3 separate regions of the Mus musculus genome follow, and all the other regions are linked to region 1. A link is a contact called in public ChIA-PET and HiChIP or PLAC-seq data. All regions are on one chromosome and are shown on one strand. The core of a region is the stretch at or near the end of the contact, and the rest is flanking DNA. Distances in the headings are between cores, read along the strand shown.

Evidence for each region. ChIA-PET counts read pairs in DNA pulled down with a chosen protein or histone mark. HiChIP or PLAC-seq counts read pairs in DNA pulled down with a chosen protein or histone mark.
Region 2: a contact with region 1 is called in an RNA polymerase II ChIA-PET map of memory CD8 T cells, with 9 read pairs. The contact joins the promoter of Pigv here to the enhancer-like site in region 1. A contact is called at or near these places in 1 of 39 promoter capture datasets (hippocampal neurons) and 4 of 115 datasets of contacts at active chromatin or transcription factors (embryonic forebrain, embryonic stem cells, memory CD8 T cells and 1 more).
Region 3: an H3K27ac HiChIP or PLAC-seq map of thymic regulatory T cells shows a contact between it and region 1, with 3 times the contacts expected there. The contact joins two enhancer-like sites. A contact is called at or near these places in 2 of 115 datasets of contacts at active chromatin or transcription factors (microglia and thymic regulatory T cells).

Annotation. Positions count from the first base shown.
Region 1 is chr4:134,360,472-134,364,143 of GRCm38.p6, reverse strand. Extl1 (exostosin-like glycosyltransferase 1) reads left to right here. Exons shown (of 11, transcript NM_019578.2): 4 at 942-1,061; 5 at 1,429-1,561; 6 at 1,737-1,843; 7 at 3,523-3,612. Among named protein-coding and RNA genes, the nearest start is that of Extl1, 10 kb to the left of the region's middle. Within about 2 kb of position 1,518, at least 115 of the 459 cell types and tissues checked have an H3K27ac peak or open chromatin away from gene starts, as enhancers often do. A contact at or near this core is called in memory CD8 T cells and thymic regulatory T cells, where this site is marked.
Region 2 is chr4:133,670,431-133,674,144 of GRCm38.p6, reverse strand. Pigv (phosphatidylinositol glycan anchor biosynthesis, class V) reads left to right here and starts at 1,498. Exons shown (of 4, transcript NM_178698.5): 1 at 1,498-1,826.
Region 3 is chr4:133,624,368-133,627,924 of GRCm38.p6, reverse strand. Zdhhc18 (zinc finger, DHHC domain containing 18) reads left to right here. Exons shown (of 8, transcript NM_001017968.2): 2 at 565-725. Among named protein-coding and RNA genes, the nearest start is that of Zdhhc18, 7.3 kb to the left of the region's middle. Within about 2 kb of position 1,949, at least 164 of the 459 cell types and tissues checked have an H3K27ac peak or open chromatin away from gene starts, as enhancers often do. A contact at or near this core is called in thymic regulatory T cells, where this site is marked.

The DNA.
Region 1 (3,672 bases), core at 269-2,768:
AAGGTCATTTTCAACTACATAGCAAGTTTGAGACCAGCCTGGGATCCTCACAAAAAGAAACAGACACAGGAACATGGGCACGCGCGCGCGCACGCACGCGCACACACACACACACACACACTCTCAGAGAGTCTCCACCAAATGGACATTTCTAGTTGAGTCTTTACAACCACATGTGAGGGAGATGGTTTAATGCACCCATTCCACAGACATAGAAACTGAGGCCAGGAGGCTTTGTAACAGCTACTGTCAACCCCTCTTCATCTTGGTGTTTTAGATAGGGTCTCATCCAAGCTGACCTCAAACTCCCTATGCAGCCCAGAATATCTTGAACTTCTTATCCTCCTGCCTCTAGCTCCTGAATGCTGTGATTACAGGCACGTGTCAATGGTGACAGTTGAGGTGGTGCTGGGGATCAAGCCCAGGGCTTTGTCCACCCTGTGCTGTGTTGGCTCTTTGTCAACCGAGCCACATCCCCAGCCACTCCTACCTTTTCTTTTCTTTTCTTTTCTTTTTAAGATTTATTTTATTATATATAAGTACACTGTAGTTGTCTTCAGACACTCCAGAAGAGAGAGAGACAGATCTGGTTACAGGTGGTTGTGAGCCATCATGTGGTTGCTGGGATTTGAACTCAAGACCTCCGGAAGAGCAGTCAGTGCTCTTAACCGCTGAGCCATCTCTCCAGCCCCACTCCTACCTTTTCTGTTTTGTTTTATTCTCTATGTAGCCCAAGCTGGTCTTGAGCTTAAGATCCCCCTGTCTCAGCCTCCTACATGCTAGGATTTACAGGTATGTGTCACCTCAGTGTCACTTAAAACCAGCTGTGTGACCCTGAACACAGGGTACACATCACTAGAAGCTTCCAGACTCCGGAGCTCTGGGTCGGGCTTTCTCCTAACGGGAGTCTCCTCTCTTCTTCCCTCCCTCTGTGCCTCCAGGTCCTGGCTGCCCTCCGTGAAATGCTCCCTTCGAGGGTCCTCGCCCTGCGCCAGCAGACCCAGTTTCTGTGGACCGCTTACTTCTCCTCGGTGGAAAAAGTTATCCATACCACCCTAGAGGTGAGGGGGGTGGTTCACCCGCTGTGCCCGAGAGAATGGCAGGACCCCACAGTTTTGTCTGTGTGAATGAGGAAAAGAAGAAAAGCCATGACTGTCACCTGATTCCCACTCCGGAAGTCACCGCTTCTGGTCTCTGGCTACTCAATTAGGGCTCTGTGCCCAAGTCTCTCTTCTAGAAGCCTGAAGGGAAAGTGCAGGGCTAAATGCCCCTAGTAGTCATCTCCGCCCACATCCTTCTCTTTAGGCCCCGCCTCTCCTCAGGCCCCGCCTCTCAGGGTCTGCCCTTCCTCAGGTCCCATCCACAAGCTGCTGTCTGAACCCCACACACTAGCCACTCCCCCCTGTGAGCCACATCCTCTTTCCACAGATTATTCAGGACCGGATCTGGGGTGCATCAGGTCACCCCTCACTGATGTGGAATAGCCCCCCGGGAGCACTCTTGGCGCTGCCCACATTTTCCACGAGCCTTCAAGACTTCCCCTTTTATCATCTGCAACTGGGTACGTCCTGGGCATCGGACAACTTGAGGTAACCCCAGCTTTCCCCAGATGAAGTCTCCAACTTCATCTGCAGACTCTCAGACTCCATCTCTTCTGGTTCTTTGGGGTTCCCCAGCAAAGGTCGCTATCCAAAGGGTTCCACCTCCCTCCTAACACCCGTGTCTCCTTTCTCCAGGCTCTGGCCCTGGGAGCAGTTTCAGCGCCGTGATCTGGGTGGGAGCCTCTGGAGAGTCCCTGCTGAAGCTCATCCAGGAGGTGGCAGGTTCTCGGCACTGTGCCCAGGTCTGCCTCGCTGAAGGCCGGGGTTCTGGGATCCGGGGTGAATGCAGAGCAGAGCAAGGGCCTAGATGACCACACAGCCGGGGGAAGGCACAGGGACTGTTTCTAAAGATTCTTGCTGACTTCAAGTCTCAGGTTTCTTGTTCTTTTTCCAAACACCATCAGAATTGGTGAAGCCCTTGGAGAGCTGGTGCCTCATGGTGAGGCTGGAGAAAGAAGCATTCATTCATTCATTCATTCATTCATTCATTCATTCATTCTCTCACTCAGTGGTCACTTTGGGGCCAGGCCTGGGGCTTCCAATGCTGAGGACCAGAGGACAGGCAGGAGAGGAGTCCTCTCCTTGATTCATACTGCCAGCGGTTCCTAGTACCAACACCGCCCAGTCTCACTTCCAGAGAACACAGGTTGCCTGCTAGGTATGGTCGCTCCTGTTTGTAATTCTAGCCCTTGAGCTGAGGCAGGAGAAATTCCGAGAGTTAGAGGCAGGCTAGCCTCGGGCCACATGGCAAGATAAGGCCAGCCAAGATCACACAAGAAGATCCCGCCTCAAAAGCAATAAAACAAAAGAAAATAAAACAACAAACAAAAACAGGGCTGGAGAAATGGCTCATTGGTTAAAACTACTGCTATCTTGGGGAACCCAGGTTCAGCTCCCAACACCCACATGATGGCTCACAACCACCCGTGACTCCACTTCCAAGCAATCAGGTACCTCTTCGTACCTCTGAGGGAACCAGACAGGCATGTGGCTCACAGATTTGCAGGCAAAAACATTCACGCACATAAAGTGACTATCAATCAAAATAACTACTCCTCCCACCCCCAGGAGAATACAGGTGGCTCTCAGAGGAAGTTGCTAGGCCAAGGTGCAGAGGGAACCTCTGCAGATGAGGTGTGGGCTGAGCAGAGCAGGAAATGACAAGGAGAATATAGGCCTCAGAGAGCAGGAGGGGGACTGCGCCTGAAGTCAGAGCCCAGAGCTCAGTGCAGTGACACGTGACTTTAATCACTGCACTCCAGAGGTGGAGGCCGACTGACTAGGAATTCAAGGCCAGTCAGGCTCACAAGGTGTAAGACAGCCAGAGCTACACAGAGAGATCCTGTCTCAAGGGAAAAAAAAAAATCAGAACCCAGTCTAGGACAACTACACACACACACACACACACACACACACACACACACACACACACACAATTTTTTAGATGGTTTTATTATTTAATCCTGGTTAGTCCTGAACTCAGAGATCTGCTTCCCTCTGCCTCCCAAATGCTAGAATTATAGGTGTGCACCACAACCCCCTGTCTCAGCCTGGGCTCTTGCCTACCATAAGGCCAGAGGCAAGACCAAAGGTGGTAATGATTTATTTATTTTTATTTATATGAGTACACTGTAGTTGTCTTCAGACACACCAGAAGAGGGCATGAGATCCCATTACAGATGGTTGTGAGCCACCATGTGGTTGCTGGGAATTGAACTCAGGGCCTCTGGAAGAGCAGTCAGTGCTCTTAACTTCTGAGCCATCTTTCCAGCCAAAGGTGGTAATGAAGGGGCAGGGATCGCACCTCCCTCGCTCGCTCTCCTGTGCGTGTAAGTAGCTGGTTCCTGTGATCCACGCACCCTAAGAAAGGGCTCCTGTTCTAACCCAAGTCCAGACTTCAGACAAGTTCCCTTTCTCCTAGATCCTGATTCTCTGGAACAGTGAGAAGCTGCCCCCTGACAGGTGGCCCGAGACAGCAGTGCCCCTAACAGTCATCAAGGGGCACAGGAAGGTAAGCGGGCAGGGGGACTCCCACTGGGGACCGGGGAGGACAGCCACAAGATGTTTTGAG
Region 2 (3,714 bases), core at 249-2,748, 690 kb after region 1:
AGAGAAGGGGGTTGGGCGGCTGGGAAGGGAAGGGAAGGAAGGAGAGATTGCAGCCAAGTGCGACTGAAGATCTAGTCAAAGTTCTACCTCCTAAGGAAGGGTGTTTCAACAAACACTCTCACTTCTCACAAAAGGACCCCTGCCTTTTTTACAAGCAGATTCTGCAGGGATTCTTTATTGGACAGACAGAACCTCGAGCTTGCATGCCATTTTCCCCTGTGAATTCACGAAGCAAGGATGGTTTCTTTAAGGTCAGGGTGCTGCGAAGACTGTAAGAAAGTCAAGTCACAACCTCGGGCCCTAGTCACAAGTGTGCCTAGAGAGGCACTGACATTTCACTCACAGGACTGGCAACAAATGCTTTCGGGGGGCGGGGGGGGGAGGAAAAATGACTTTGGAAACTCCTGTTTTCTCTTTACCAGTCATTAAATTATACATTATCCACCTTACACGCAAACATCCAAGGGGCAGTTGACATCCCAGGGCCTGAGATGATAGACAGACACAGCTTCTGGCCCCCACCGAACTGATGAAGGCTAGTTTTTTTTGTTTTTTTTGTTTTTTTTTTTTGCTTGGAGAGATAGAGACCCATCTCTTTGTTCCCACCCACATTTGTGGCTGTTGCAGAAGATAAACCCCTCCCTCAGCCAGGGCTGTGGCCAGAGGTTAACCTAGACCCAAGCTACGTTTGAGAGGACAGATAACTGAAACCACACAAGGCTTTGGAATCCTGAGAAACGAGAAATCTACCAACGGAGAAGGATTTACTATCTGTTTCCTCTAAGGCGGGTGCAAAGTTGTTCTAACAGTTTCCGTTAGTTACAGGGGTACCAACTGGCCGCTCCTCCCCAACAGGCGGTTTTGTTCAATTAGCTTCCTTTTTTTTTTTTTTTTTTTTTTTCTTTTTCTTTTTTTTGGCGCCAGTTCCTGCGACAGAAACTGCTTGAGGGAGAATCCTCGGGGGTGTTCTCTGAGGTTTCCTTCCTCGTCCCATACAGTCATCTGAGGTGGGACAGAGGACTGTCGCAGGGCAGAGGTCCTTCATTGCCAGGAGGGGAAAGGCAGGGGGAATTCCCCTACTTTCTTCTCATCCAGTTGCAGGGTACCGCTGCTTGCCACAAAAACCCCAAGAAGGCTTTCTTTTGCCTATTCATATTGTCTATCGTGTGCCAGGTCCTGTGCTGAGCTGGGGTGGCGGAACACCGAGAGAACGCGTGGCTCTGGGGCAGCGCCCGGGTCCAGCCTCGGCTCACACCGGGAAGTCAGAGGCTGCTCACGGCAGGGGACTGGGGTGAGAGCCCCGACCCGGGAGCGCAGCGCCCGCGCACAAACTGCTGGCGAGTCAAGAGGCCTACTCCTCAGGTGTCACCACGCCGGGAAGGTGCGACTCACCGCCGCCGCCTCGGCCCCCGCCCTAGCTGGGGTCAACATGGCCGCCGAGGAGGGGGGCGGGGCGCTCCGAGTCCGGGCAGGAGCGGGGCGGGGCCGCCGTCGGCCGAGCCGGCGCGCAGGCGCGGCACGGACGGGACCCGGATGGAGGCGCTGAAGTTGGAGCTCCGCGGGGGTGGTCTGGACGCGCGGGCGCGGAGGATCCGGCGCCAGCTCTGCAACTCTGGAGTCCTCCGGGGAGGGAAGCTGTCAAACGCAGGCCGAGAGAAATTAGGCGGAGGCTGTAGAGAAGCGAGGAGCCCCGCCCCTCCGCCATAGCAGCCTCCGGCGCCGCCTCTTCCTTTGCAGCCTCCGGCCCTCGTCTGCTTCCGGCCCCGTTGCCTGGCCCGGCCCCGCGATTCCCCCGGGACGAAGCCCTGGGCCGTGGCTCCCTTGGGGTGAGGGTCACTGTCCCGTCCTGGGTAGGAACTGTGTCCGAAAAGAGCAGGCTGGAACGGGCTCCCAGTATGGCAGGGCTTAGCAGAAGGAGGCGGCTCGCTCCACGTTGCCTCTGGGTCATAACGCAGCACCCATTTGAGAGTATTAGCCTTCCGCAGAAAATCCAGGACTCCAGTTCAACAGATCTTTCCCAGTTAGGGCCCATCACCATAAGCTTCCAGCAACAACATGTGCTACAGTTGGAGAAAGTTCTGGGCTAAGCCTTGGATGTCCTGGCTGGACAAGGAATGCATACCCTTTGTTTATGGCAAAAAGCTCTCCTGACTGTGGACATAGGTTTTAGAAAGCAGTGCGTGAGGAGCTTTAAGTGGTGGGCGTGTCACTTGGCTCCAGTGAGCCTCAGTTTTCACATCCATAAAATGGCGATGGTAATTACACAGTCTTACTGGTGTCTAATGAGATCTCTGGAGCCTATTTCACGGGTAAATTAAAGAAAAATGAAACTGGTTGGTTCTAAGCATCCGGCCAGTTAAGAGTCTGATTTGGCAAGGGGCTTCTTTCAAAGGGGTGTTGGCAAAATAGCTAGAGAGATAATTGACTGTCTTGATTTTACTTTGTTTAACTTGAGTGTGGGTTGCATCTCCTGTGGCCACTGATGCCAGAGTTTGAAAGAGGGAAGGACTGAGAATCAAGATGCAGAGGTGGATTCAGTACTTTTCCTCTCTCTGCCTCCTTTGTGCGTGCGGATTGGAGGCCAGGGAAAAGAGAGGGAGGGAGGGAGAGATTGATTGAGTTTGAGTTGGGTGTCCATGTTTCTGTCATTTATTTGGGTTTAGTGAATCCAGTGTTGGAGATATCGTGGGTAGTCAGAAAATGCTGTTTCCTGCGGCTTAACTTTAAACTGAATTGTCCTAAATAAACCGACATGGAGTTGGGAGGTGAGGGGGCCTCCTTTTCTCCCGGTCTCCTGGTGATGAAGTAAGCAGCAGGCGCCCCCTCGTGCCGAGGATGGGGTACTACCGCTATTAACCAGTCTTGTTCCCTTGGCGGAGAATTTTTTCTTTTCTCCCATGCTTTCTGTGACTTTGTCATTTGCTTTTTTTTTTTTTAATTCTATTTTATGTGCATATGTTTATGTATATATGTGTGGAGCTACAGGTGCGCCTTGGCACACCTAAGTGAGGACAGAGAACAACTTTGTGGGAGTGTCTTCTCATCTTCAGCCTATGGGTCACTGTAGTGGCAAGTGCCTTTGCCCGCTGGGCCATCTTGCTTTCTAACCAGAAACACGATGGGAGAAATGCTTGGACCAGTGATCTTAGTTCTAGCGTCAGAAAACTTGACGATTCTCTATCCTGTCCTTGCTACTTCGTGCACTTGGGAGAACAGATGTCTGTTTACATGCTGGGTCCTGGGATATAATAGAGTTAGGAGACAAAGCCCCCGTCCTCATAAGGAACAGATAGGAAGATAAAGATGGCAGAGCATGAGGCAGTGAGAATATAGGGCTGTCTGGTGGGATCAGAAAATTCCAGAAAGCAAGTGTAGCCTAAAAGTTTAGAGGGTGTTAGCCACGTGAGAGAAGAAAGACGGGGCTCTTCCTCTCCTTGCTTAAACACAGTAAGAGCTGTGACTGCTATTAAATTGTGTTTTTAAAGAAATGCCTTGATGTGCATTCTGTGCCTCAGAATGGCACTGGGTTTTTGTATGAGTTTGCCGCCACTCCCGCGGAGATGGGAAATGGCTGTTTACCCCGTCCCGAGTGGTAGACTCTGTCTTCCCCGAGTTTGTTTTAGCAGTGGGAGCTGGCCGGAGTCCTGCTGAGCAGTGGTTTTCTTTTCCTTCTCCACTTAATTTAACAGACCAGCTGAACACACATCAGAGAGT
Region 3 (3,557 bases), core at 700-3,199, 740 kb after region 1:
GGTCCATATGTATTTGGGAAGTAGAGGCAGAAAAATCAAGAGTTCAAGGCCAGCCTGAGCTACTTAGAGGGTTTCAGGTCAGTTTGGGCTCTCTGGTAAATTCTGGAGGCAGGAAGGGATGAAGGAAGAGGGGCCTGCCTGCCAGGGTAGAGTGACGGAGAATATCTGTAGATCTCAACTGCCATTGGAAAAAGTCCGGGATTGACTAGTAATGTCTGCCCTGGGCACTTATTGGGAGCGGCTGCACTCACCTCCAGCGGGCACTTTAGGGAGAGGCTCTTTTCTTTTCTTTTTTTTTTTTTTAAATGTTTATTTATTTATTATATGTAAGTAAGTACACTGTAGCTGTCTTCAGACACTCCAGAAGAGGGCGTCAGATCTCGTTACGGATGGTTGTGAGCCACCATGTGGTTGCTGGGATTTGAACTCAGGACCTTCGGAAGAGCAGTCGGCGCTCTTAACCGCTGAGCCATCTCATCAGCCCCCGAGAGGCTCTTTTCTAGAAGGTACTCTGTGGGGCAGTAGCGGGGAGCCTGGAGTAACCTGAACTCTCTTCTTTCCTAGCTGTCCCTACCTGGCCCGCACACTGACCCTGGCCATTCCTATCATCGCTGCCATCCTCTTCTTCTTCGTCATGAGCTGTCTCCTGCAGACCAGTTTCACGGACCCTGGCATCCTGCCCCGGGCCACCATCTGTGAGGCCGCTGCCCTGGAGAAGCAGATCGGTGAGGCTCTTACTCCTAGTCCTGCCCGCAGCGTCCCGCAGCCTGGCTTTCTCCTGTGCCGCTCTGCTAGGAATTACGGATGTAGCAGTGAGCGAAGCAGGCTGTGACTGACACTGTGACAGGGGGAGACAGACAGTGAGCAAGCAGGCAAATATGTAAGCAAGAAATACTGGCAGCCAGCACTGAGCTGAGTGCTTCTGGGGTGCCTAGCATGCTTTAAGCCGCCTGTATGCCTGACTACTTAATCTCCATAAGCCAGCGAGGTCAATACTGGTACTCTCTTCCTATTCATTCATGAAATGAGACACAGAGAGGTTAAGTACATGGTTCAAGATCACACAGCTGAGGCCGGGCAGTGGTGGTACACGACTTTTATCCCAGCTCCGAGGGGGCAGGAGGCAAGTGGATCTCTGTGAGTTGGAGGCCAGCCTAGTCTACAGAGCAGGTTGCAGGACAGTCAGCGCTACATATTGAGACCTTGTCTCAGAAAAACAAACAAATAAACAAAAGATGGCGCGGGAAGTGCACAGACTGTGATGTGCTTTCGGACAGCAGTTGGCCTGAGCCCCTGCTCATAGAAATTTATGTACGTTTTTTTCTTCCACTCCAGATTAGGTCTCATGTAGTCTAGGCTGGCCTTGAATTCAGTATGTAGCTGAAGATGCCTTCATTTAAGTGCTGGGGTTGTGGGACCTCCCCCACCTTTGGCTAAACATTTGTGTACTCCTTATTCACTCAATCGTGAGACATTTATTGAATGAACCCTGCTGTGCACTGTGAGCTCTTCCAGATGCTGTTGACGAGGAATGAAAGAAAACCACAGTAACCTCTGTCCTCCTGGAGGTCGAGGTGACATGCTAGGGTACGAGGAGGACAGTGACAAGTAAGTAGGATGTTAGGGAGGAGGCACAGGACTAGGGAAGGCCCAGGAAGGAGGTAGCCTCTGAGCAAAGAGGCCCAGATCTGGGCAGGGGAGCAGGCCAGGGCGCAGCATAGGGCACGGCCTACATCAGGACAAGCCCTGGATGCTGTGGTGAGAAGAAAAGTGTCCATCCACAGAGCTAAAAGCATAGAGGAAGGAAAAGCTGGGTACCCAGAAAGAGCCTGTCTCCCTGGGCCTCTGGGTAACCAACCCTTTATTCTTCCCAGAGGAGAGAGCTGAGCTCCAGGCCCAGAGAGACCTTCATCTCCTCTGGCCCCACCCCAGCTCCTTCCTGCTGAGAAGTGACTCGGATGTTTGTACACCTCCAGGGTTTCCGGTCATGGTTGGCTCGTCGCCCTAAGAAGGCAGTGTTCACACAGGCGTTTAACCACCTAGCTGGCCTGGTGAGATCTGGTGACGTGCAAATGTCGGAGCCCAGCCATGTCTAATCCCAGGAATCGTTTTTTGCTGAGTCTGGAGCAGCTCAGGGGGTCCCAGGAGGCTACCTCTCCACTTTGCCTGTTCATACCACCTCCTCTGCCCAGGGTGGGGCGGGGCAGCCACACTCGTGGTCTTCCGCTAGAAACTGGCTTCCTTCCCCCACCCCACCCCCCAATCTACATCCTCTGACTGTGACCTGAGTTTGAGAGCAGCCACTGGGTTCACCTTCCCTTCAGTCAAGCTAACCCTGCAGCAGGGTTATGGTACGATTCAGCCGGACACAGAGGCCTGGCTGCCTGGAACCCCCTGGCTTCTGAGCTGCTAGGTCAGAAACAACAGTGAGCTCCATGTTTGTGGAGAGCTTGACTGTGTGTCTAATACTGTCCACGGTTAGTCCCACCGGTCTTCACATCTGCCCACGTGCGTGGGGGCGGGGTGGTGATCCCATTGGCCAGATGTGCCAATGCAGTCTCCAAACAAGGGGCCGAAGGGAAAGGGAGAGGAGACGGCCGTCTCCCCACACTCCGGGCTTCCTGTGTAAGGATGGCAAATGGGCACCTCCCTTGAATCCTTCATCAACACTTTAGTGTGAGTTCGAGGCCAGTCTGGTCTACAGAGTGAGTTCCAGGACAGCCAGGGCTATACAGAGAAACCCTGTCTCGAAAAAAAAAAAAAGAAAAAAAGAAAAAGAAAAGAAAAAACACTTTAGTGTCCTGTAACCTGGGCCAGACCTTCTATGACACAGCCCCACGTGCCTTCTTCCCTTTCTGTTCCTGGCCTCATGGCGGTCATGACGAAATTGTTCTTCACTGGGGTGTATGGGCAAGGGAGATAAGGACGTGGATGTGTGGTTCACCTCATCACTGTGCAGGGAGTTCTGGGTGTTAGCTAAAGAAAGGGGTGGGTGGAAGGATGATGAGGAATGGGGGGGCTCCTGGAGGCTGCCCCTGCTGCACTGGGGACCTGGGAGACGGTTTGGTGTCTTCCCAGGAGGACATGGCGGGGACATGCAGTCCAGTGCTGGTTCTACACGCTGGCTCCTGGCAGCCAACCAGAGTCTCAAGACAGGAGTGTGATCCGAAGCCTGTGGGGTCAGGTCCGAGTTCGGTGCAGAGATCTGATCTGAAGAGGCTTTGGAAGATAATCCAGGAATTGAGCACCTCCTCTATGTGGGAGGCTTTGAGAGGTGACAGTTGCCACCCTGTGAGGTTACCTGGCCTTCAAGCACAAGGAGTTGCATGAAGGGGCCCTCCAGGCAGCGGAAGAGCAAAGAGGATGGAGCAGGAAAGAGCAGAGCCAGGCATGGGGATGCTGAGCAGGCCACATTAGCTGGAACACGCTGAAAAGTACAGAGAAGCCAAGCTGAAAGGTGGTATGGAATCAGCGCCTAAGACTCACCTGAGAACAGCCATGTCTGAAAGTGGCATTATTGGGACCTTTAAGCACTCCTAGAAGCCTAGGCTTTGAGG